2 separate regions of the Acanthopagrus latus genome follow, and region 2 is linked to region 1. A link is a contact called in public Hi-C data. All regions are on one chromosome and are shown on one strand. Each heading gives the region's core, a stretch centred on a gene start, on an enhancer-like site or on the middle of the called end of the contact. The rest is flanking DNA. Distances are from core to core; before and after follow the strand shown. Region 1 holds the start of fscn2b (fascin-2b). Region 2 holds the start of slc38a10 (putative sodium-coupled neutral amino acid transporter 10).

What was found. A called contact is a pair of places that touch in the nucleus more often than the background predicts.
Region 2: a Hi-C map of muscle shows a contact between it and region 1, with 3 times the contacts expected there. The contact joins the promoter of slc38a10 here to the promoter of fscn2b in region 1. A contact is called at or near these places in 3 of 4 Hi-C or Micro-C datasets (liver and muscle).

Annotation. Positions count from the first base shown.
Region 1 is chr20:8,895,942-8,900,080 of fAcaLat1.1, forward strand. It overlaps fscn2b (fascin-2b), which reads right to left and starts at 1,930. Exons shown (of 6, transcript XM_037081716.1): 1 at 1,838-1,930; 2 at 976-1,702. The coding sequence starts at 1,930.
Region 2 is chr20:9,040,983-9,045,121 of fAcaLat1.1, forward strand. slc38a10 (putative sodium-coupled neutral amino acid transporter 10) reads left to right here and starts at 2,319. Exons shown (of 18, transcript XM_037080678.1): 1 at 2,319-2,554; 2 at 2,753-3,027. The coding sequence starts at 2,938.

The DNA.
Region 1 (4,139 bases), core at 680-3,179:
CCATCATCCTACAAAGCCAGGAGGTTTATCTGAGAGGGAATGAAAGGGGATTTTCTGTAAGACCACCATTTATGATTTGGGATTTATATATATATATATATATATATAAAAAAAAAAAATATATATATATATATATATATATATATATATATATATATATATATATATATATATATATATATATATATATATATATATATAAAATCCCAAAGATTTGCCGCATTTTTACTACAGGTTGTCTACTTGAATAGCAGCAACGCCTCCTCTACCAATGCTCATTTTCAGCACAACACTAAAACTCAACAGAGATAGCAGTTATTCGCAACACGGCTGTACAATAAATTCATTATTTGACCATATCACTCACTAGTGTGAGACTTAATATGGACAGTAGACTAACCTAAATCAATTGCAGCCCTACAACGATTGGTGTATTCGTCTCAGGTCTCCCAGATGAGGCTGATAGTCTCCCATGTCAGCCTCATCTATCTTGTTTTCCTGGAAAGATGCTACTGTCCAATGGGATGTCAATGCATGTTGATGTGCAGACTACATTACCCATAATTACCACGCATCCCTTATCAGTTGTCAGTCATTAGTTTGGCCTATCCCCTTAACCATGAATATTCAGTAGCGCGTCCGCAATTTAATGTACTTCCGGTGAATTGTAAGCTCTGTGCAGTGTATAGTATGTACTGTATATAGGTGAGTAGTAGTAACTGTAGTAGTAGTAGTATTTGTTACCCCCTGCTATATTATGTATGTGTGTAGGTCAGTTTGTGTCGGCTAAAGGCTCATGTGACCATCCTCAATGGCACATGAGGTCAGCCTCCCTCTGTTTAATCAGACATTTGGGACTCAGTGTAAGACTTAAAGGAACTGAGAAAGCTGGAAGAGTTGAAGCTTGTGTGTGCATGCAAGGCTTCAGGGCAAAATCAGATCTGTGACTATCATCTCTTGCTGATGATTTCTTACCTTGTCTTATGGAGACATATCGCCCATTGGCTGCCATCAGAACCACCTGTGGGTGGCTCTCCTCAAGATCAAACAGTTCATCTTTGCCCGGCTTGGAACACCGTCCAGACCTCAGGGTGCCTGTAGGCCCCATGGGGGACAAATACTTCCCCTCACAGTCTTTAAAGGCCAGCTTCCCACACTTTAGCTCCAGTGTGTACGCTGTGGCCCTCCCATTCTCCATCAAGAGCTTCCCGTCATTGCTAAGGAAGCGGCTGTCGCAGGTCTTAATGCAGTACTTCCCGTCCAGGTAGACAAGGGTCAGGAGCGATGCCACCCCCCAGGGAATGTTCACATCCACAGCGATTTCACCATCCTCCATAGAGAGGTGGGCATAACGTTTGCGGGCCACCGACAGCAGGTTGGCCTGCGGATGCAGAGCCAGGTGAACTGCCCACAGCTCGGCATCTGTGATTAACTGGGCAAAGCAGGACAGGTAGTCCCGAGACCCACCGAAGAAGCGGAGGTGCTGCTCAGACTGCAGGGCCCAGCGACCGTCTGACTGAGCCACGATTAGGAAGCGGCAGTCGGAATTGTGCCCGTCAGCCTCACAGGTGACTCTGCCGTCCTTGTCAGAGGCAAGGTAGCGTCCCAGGTGGCTGCGCAAGTAGACCACCTGGGTATCCTGTGAGTCTTGCTCTAGAGTCCATTTCTGCTTCTTCTTCAAACTTGGTGCTGATGCATTCACCTGAACAAACAAAGAACATGAAGACTTTCAATCATTAGTCCTTACTACAACAACCCTGTGGCTAAAAGAATAAAGTACAGCTACATGGCACAGCATGCAAATATGTAATAATTCTTCTTTTATATCAGTATGCACCTTGAAGCCAAAGGACTCAGCAGTGAGGTAGCGACCCTCGTGGTTGATTAGACCAAACTGCAACTTCAGTGGACGGTTCCCATTAGCAGGCATCTTCACCTGTGGATTCAGGAATGTGAGAGACAAAGGGAGAACAAGGGGTGACACAAGTTAGGGATGGGGGAAAGAGCTAGGAAAGGAGAAAATGAGAGGTAAATAGACCTTACATGCGATGCAGGAGTGAAAGGGGGGATAAGGGTTTTAAAAGAGGTGAGGAATAAGGAAGGAGATGAAGTCATGGAGAATGATGAAATAAGAAAGTCTTAAAGACAGGAAATCAATTCATTAAGGTACAGTATATAAAGCACTCCCAAGACCACAAATTCCTTCCCCCGCCCATGGCTTCATTATAAATTTTTCCAGCTACAGCCTCCTAATTTACTTACAGTGGTTTTGTGGCTTCCCCTCTGCAGTTTCTGCGGCTCTAATTCCAGCTCCCAGATTTAAGAGGCTTTTTTCACCAAGCGTCCTCATGTAATTCTTTCTTTCTCTCTCCTCTCCTTCTCTTGCTGGCTCCCACGTTCGGCTGATCGGGTCTCCCGGCTCTCCTCCACCCGCTCCCTCTCGTCAGCCTAATCAGGTTAGAGTCAGCAAAGACTTGAGTCAACCTTGATCTGTCTTTAGTCCCGACTCCATCAACTCTTTTTCTCTGTAGACTAATTTTAATCTCGACAGCTTGTCTCCACTCCTACAGTCGACCCTGTCCCTCTCCCTCCGGTTGATCTCTCGTCTAGCTTCACTCCTGTCCTTGCTTGACTTGTTACTCACCCTGAAGGCTTAATCACCTGGTACCCCCTGACTAGCACTCCCTGGGGTTTTTCTGCCCCTCCTTTGGCTCCTTTGCCTACTATCTTTGGATCACGTCCAATACTCTGACCCTCTTCCTCACCTTCCTTGAAGTCCAGACTCTTCGTTCGTCAGACAAAAGTTTGATCAGTCAAGAAGAACATCCTCAGCGGTCCTGTAAATTTTATGGTAGCACACTGAAGGACTCCTTCACTCTTTCCCTAAACACAAGCCGTCCATCACAGCTGAACTCAGCAACAAAGGGTGCTCGCCTCTGTAATCTTAAGCCTCCCTCTGTCGCTTTTTCCTCCCATCCTCTCCTTCTCTCTCTCTGGCTTTCTCTAACCTGCCATGTGTATAATCCTGCCTTTCTCTGCCTCTGCGCTTTATTCTGAGCTCCTGCACTTCACCTCTTTCTGTGACACATAAAGACAGGTAAGTAGAAACAATGCGCACACACACATACACACACACAGCCGGGTAACCAGAGCACTCCCCGTGCCTTTGGGGTAGTTGCCTGAGTGCGGCTCCACTTACTTGCCTATGCTGAGGGTTTAGTTACACACCTTCTCTGATTGCAAGCTCTCTGGGTCAGTTCTAATGGGAAATGTGTCCAAGAAGCCGAGGGAGTCACACTTCACATCTGAATTTGGAATACAAGTGAAGGGGAGGGAAAGGAGATGACGAGTGTTGTAAAGGCAACAATAATAAGCTAATCAACATATGGGGTTTTGAATGAATGTGTGTGTGCAGCTCAAGTGCCTGCATGTGTGTGTGTGTGTGTGTGTGTGTATGTGTGTGTGTGTGTGTGTGAGTAATCAACCCTGCCAATCAGCCTATTATAAGTCTTCTTTATGGAGTAAACAGACGTGTCTGTTCCTGAATCCATCTAATCCTCAACCCAATCATCCCAGCCTGGCTAATCTATTGGCTCTACCCCCTCCCCACTCCGGTAACACACACACACCCTCCTGCTTGTCAATGGCTATAAACATACACATAGACTCAATGACCCACAGCAACATATATGTCACCACCACACACACAAACACACAAACACACACACACACACACACACGCGCGCGCACACACACACACACAAAGGTCAGAGGAGGGTCTCAGGGTTCATAGCAAACACCACCCACCCAAAGATTTACTCCTCCTGACCCAGACTTGAACTGCTGTGCTTTCCGCAAAATGTGATAAACAATGCGCATCTCTCACACACACACACGCACACACACACAGATACCGAAGGACATGAGTGATGTAACTGAGTGTGTGAAGACCAAACAGACGGACACTGCACATTTCTGAGAGGCTTCACTGTTTTAAGTCGGAAACTTTGCTTCTCAAATCTTTTCAAATCAGCACGTATATTGGTAGTTTTAACCCCATTGTATTTAACCACCAAGAGACAAAACAGGAATATAACAAAGACAACACATTTCAAAATCAACAAATGCTCCTCATATGA
Region 2 (4,139 bases), core at 1,069-3,568, 150 kb after region 1:
TTTTTGTTTCCCGCTCGCACCTTTAGCCCTCGTATCCCTCTGTTGCCTGTTTCCCTTTCCTGGAGGGAATCTCTGAGGCATCTGGAAAAACAGGATTCATGCGCGTCTGTTGGCATTGTTGTGATTACAGGGCTCATCAGCGGTGGAGGAATTGGGCGGGTACTTTAGTTCGGTAAAAGAGGGAGTGACATAATGGAAACATGTGCAATTACCTGAAAACAATTCAAAATCTTACTTAAGCAAAAGTATTCATTTACTCAATGTGCAGGAAAATGGCCCATGTTACATCATATATGTGACATTATCAGACTGTCACTGATGCAGCAACATGTCAGTCGCATTATATTTTTTACTGTATAGGTATACTGCTGTGGTTTAGTGGTTTTGTTGAGTAGTTGCCGACACAGGGTTCAGACTCCGCTCTAAAGGGTCATGAGATAAATCTAAGAGGGTTGTGAGATGCTTGATAATGTAGGAAAGAAGAAAACCTATAAATGCCACATTTCTATCTATTTTATTCTCTAATCTTTTATTTTTTTTTTATTTATTTTTTTTTTTCAAGGTCCCGTATTATGAAAAACACGTTTTCTCTGGTCTCTACATATATAAGCTGGTCCTCCCTGAGCCTGCCAACTCCCAGAATGAGGAAAACAAGCGATTCCTGCATGGTCTCTGCAGCCCACCCACTGGTAACACGGCGCTCCTACAGGCTGTTCAGATTCAGCTTCTTTCATTACGTAACGAAAGGAGCCATTTTCATACGCCGGCCTCCTCTGTGCAGAGATATCTGAGAGGGAGGTGTTCATTCCCGAGGTGAAGTTCGGTGTGTCCAGCAGTGAGACAGCAGAGTTTCGCAATGTCGTCGCTAGGGGCTGAACACGCAAATAGCTCTGTTGTTGGTTGTAAAAATCAACATCAGTGCCAATATTCTGTAACGTGGATCAGTACGAAGATCAGTCCCAACCATACCAGACCCAGCAATTGCATCCAAGCCACCGGAAAGTGTGGTCGCGGTTTGATAGTATTTACAGTTTCCTACGAGTATGGTTAAGTCAGCCTGAAGGCGGCTAACGAGTTAGCTCCGCTATGGTCCGCTATGCAGTGGCGTTTGAAGCGAGTCTCTCCTTCTGGGTCCAATTCTGGGTCAAACTGGTATGGCTGAGCGAAAAAATCTCCGCGAGCCATAGCGATACATCCACCGTAAACATTAGCGCATGCTAACTGCTAACGCAAGCGGCATCCTCTCCCTGAGAGTGACGTAGCAGGCAGGGCTCTCCAAGTAAAGGTGCAGACGCACAGACCGCTCTGAATAGAGCTCTATAGAGCGACTTTTAAACTGCTGAAATTCAAGACCACGCATGCGTTTGGGGCAATGTATATCAAATACAGTGTTGTTTGACCTCTGACAGCTGTGTGAAATTGATGAAAAACAGTATAATATGGGACCTTCAAAGATATTCATAGGGACTTCATCCGTTCTATATAAATTAGGCCTTTAACTGACTGTTACTTCTCATTGTTGTTTAATCTGTAGTTATTTTTCTTAATTAATCGACCAGTTGTTTGTTCTGTAACATGCCAGAGAATGGTGACAAATACTGATCAGTGTTTCCCAAATCTCATCATGACATCTTCAAATGACTTGTTTAGTCCATTACCTAAATATATTCAGTTTACTATCAATATTTACATTTCTCTGGAATCAGGGAATTTTTTTCTCAAAAAACAAACCTGAAACCAATTAATTTACGATGAAAACTAAAGGAAAGTGTCTGAAAAGTTAAGATGAAAATCACTCTTTAGCGGTGGAATGTGACTAAATGCATTTACTCAAGTACTGTACTTTACTTCAGTATTTCTATTTTCTACCACCACACTGTAGAGCCAAATTAGCACTTTTTCTCCTCTACAATTATTTGATAACTGTAGTTAGTGGTTACTTTGACAAAGGCCATAAGCAGAGACTGTTTGTGTTAGAGGTCAAAAGCTGAAAGCTTGAAACATTTAATCCTTTACATTGTATTTTCCAAGGTTATCACATGTTTTTTTAAAGTAAAATCTTCTGACAAGTAATTTGTAGGTATAGTAAAGAGTAAAAAGTACAGTACTTAACTGTGGTGGAGTATAATTTAATTTAAGTAGCATTAAAAGTAAATACTCAACTAAAGTACATGGCTACAGGGAGTTCCTAAGAAAATATGAGAATAACGGTGAACATGCTAGAAGCAAACAAGTACAACTAATGGTACCAGAGTCATGTCCCTCATGTGACCACTAGTGGGCGCCCGAGTCTTTCAGCAGTCTGACAGCAGCGCGCCGTGTTGTCTTCGGTCACTTCCTCGACTACAGTCCCCACTTCCTGGATACGCTTTCAGAAAGAACACCCAGGTTTTGACATCGTAATCCTACACAGAGTTTCTTCTAACCTGTAGCGTGTAAACACACTCAAACCAAGACGCGGTTTTCAACGACATATGACCGTTCTGTGTGAGGAAACTACCGATGATAACGTAAACAGGCCAGCGAGGCGGAGGCGCTGAAGTCGAGGAGAAAGGTGAAAAAGTAACGTTACTAACGGTTCACGGATGTTTGTAACAGCAGCGTTTGCCTGCTAGCGAAAATACTGATTTTAGTGCGGTAATATAGTTTATACTCGTGTTTCTGTTTGTTTAGTGTGTGTTTTACAGAATGACGAAAGCTTCAGGCGAGTCGAACATCAAACTCAGTTGTTGTCTCTTGTGTTTTCTCCCAGAGCGCCACGTCATTGATCGGCGGAGGAGTCAGAAAAACACACCCGGAATATAGTCCCCCAGTCCCCTCCGCCCCGAGGCAGGCACACGGTCAAACTGCACCGTGCACCTTCAATGAGCTGCTGTCGACGTGTCGTTTGACATTTTTCTTATCGAAGGGGGTTTCCTGTCAACAAGGGGGCTCAAAATGACGGCGTCCAACTGGGGTCTTATCATGAACGTGGTGAACAGCATCGTCGGAGTGAGCGTGCTCACCATGCCCTTCTGCTTCAAACAGGTGGGTCACCTGCGGCCGAGTGCGCGTACTCGCGAATGTGGAAATAAATGGTTCCCAGACACTCATCCGTCCCTGAACGCGTCCCCCATGTGATGACTGTACACAGCGGCAGGAGTAGCTCTTTAGATTATTCACCAAAGTAGCAGTATATTCTGTATTTAACACATGAGCAACAGAGTCAGTGGACGTTCACGTATACAGAATGACCAATGTTTGTTTTAATACAAGTCATAATAGGCCGATATTAATATAATGCATTCACATGCAACCAATACAATGATGTTGTAGTTTGTCAAGCTGGATCTCCTTTGTCTTGCATTATATACTGTTTGCTAGTTGCATTTCAGGAAACACATGTGGCTGTACACGCCCTATAACGACCTGATTAAATATTCTGTATATAATAAAAACCCCTGGCATGATTTCATCCCCAATACATCATCACTGAATTCATCAACAGCACAGAGGTTTTCACTCAAGTAGAAATTATCATGCTTCACTTTGTCATGATTCATTGAAATGATGTCATAAACAGTCAGATGTTGTTTGATGTTGACTTTTGCATATAGGCGTTTCTAATACTCAGTAAACATCAATGAAGACATAGAAACGCAAAATGTAAAAAAAAAAAAAAAAAACCTTTGGTGTAACACAACATGATTCAACCAGCTTGATGACTGTGCTTCATTTTAATCTTGCTGTGTTTATGCCCTCATCATACTAGAACATCACTGTGAAGGGAAATTTACCTAATAAGTGACTGTGCTATTGTAAAAGCCAGACAACTTCCTCATGATATCGATGGACGCTCGGTTGAACATAAACACTATCTCGGCATGTTGAATGACTGCATCAGTCTTTTAATTAATTGTCTTACAGGTTTAGGCACAAATACTAAAATTGTTTTTAAACCGTCTGTCTTTGCAGAAAGACATCATTGGGCTAAACACTTTGTGCGAGGCATTCCCCTCCAACCTCTACAAAACAGGGTTAAAAGGGAGGAGTATTCATACATTCAGTCCTAACGTCATTGTGATCACAGTCTGGTCTTAGGAACAAATGGGCTGTCAAGTTTGTCAGCCCACTTCCTGCCACACTTTCTCTCTGTCTTT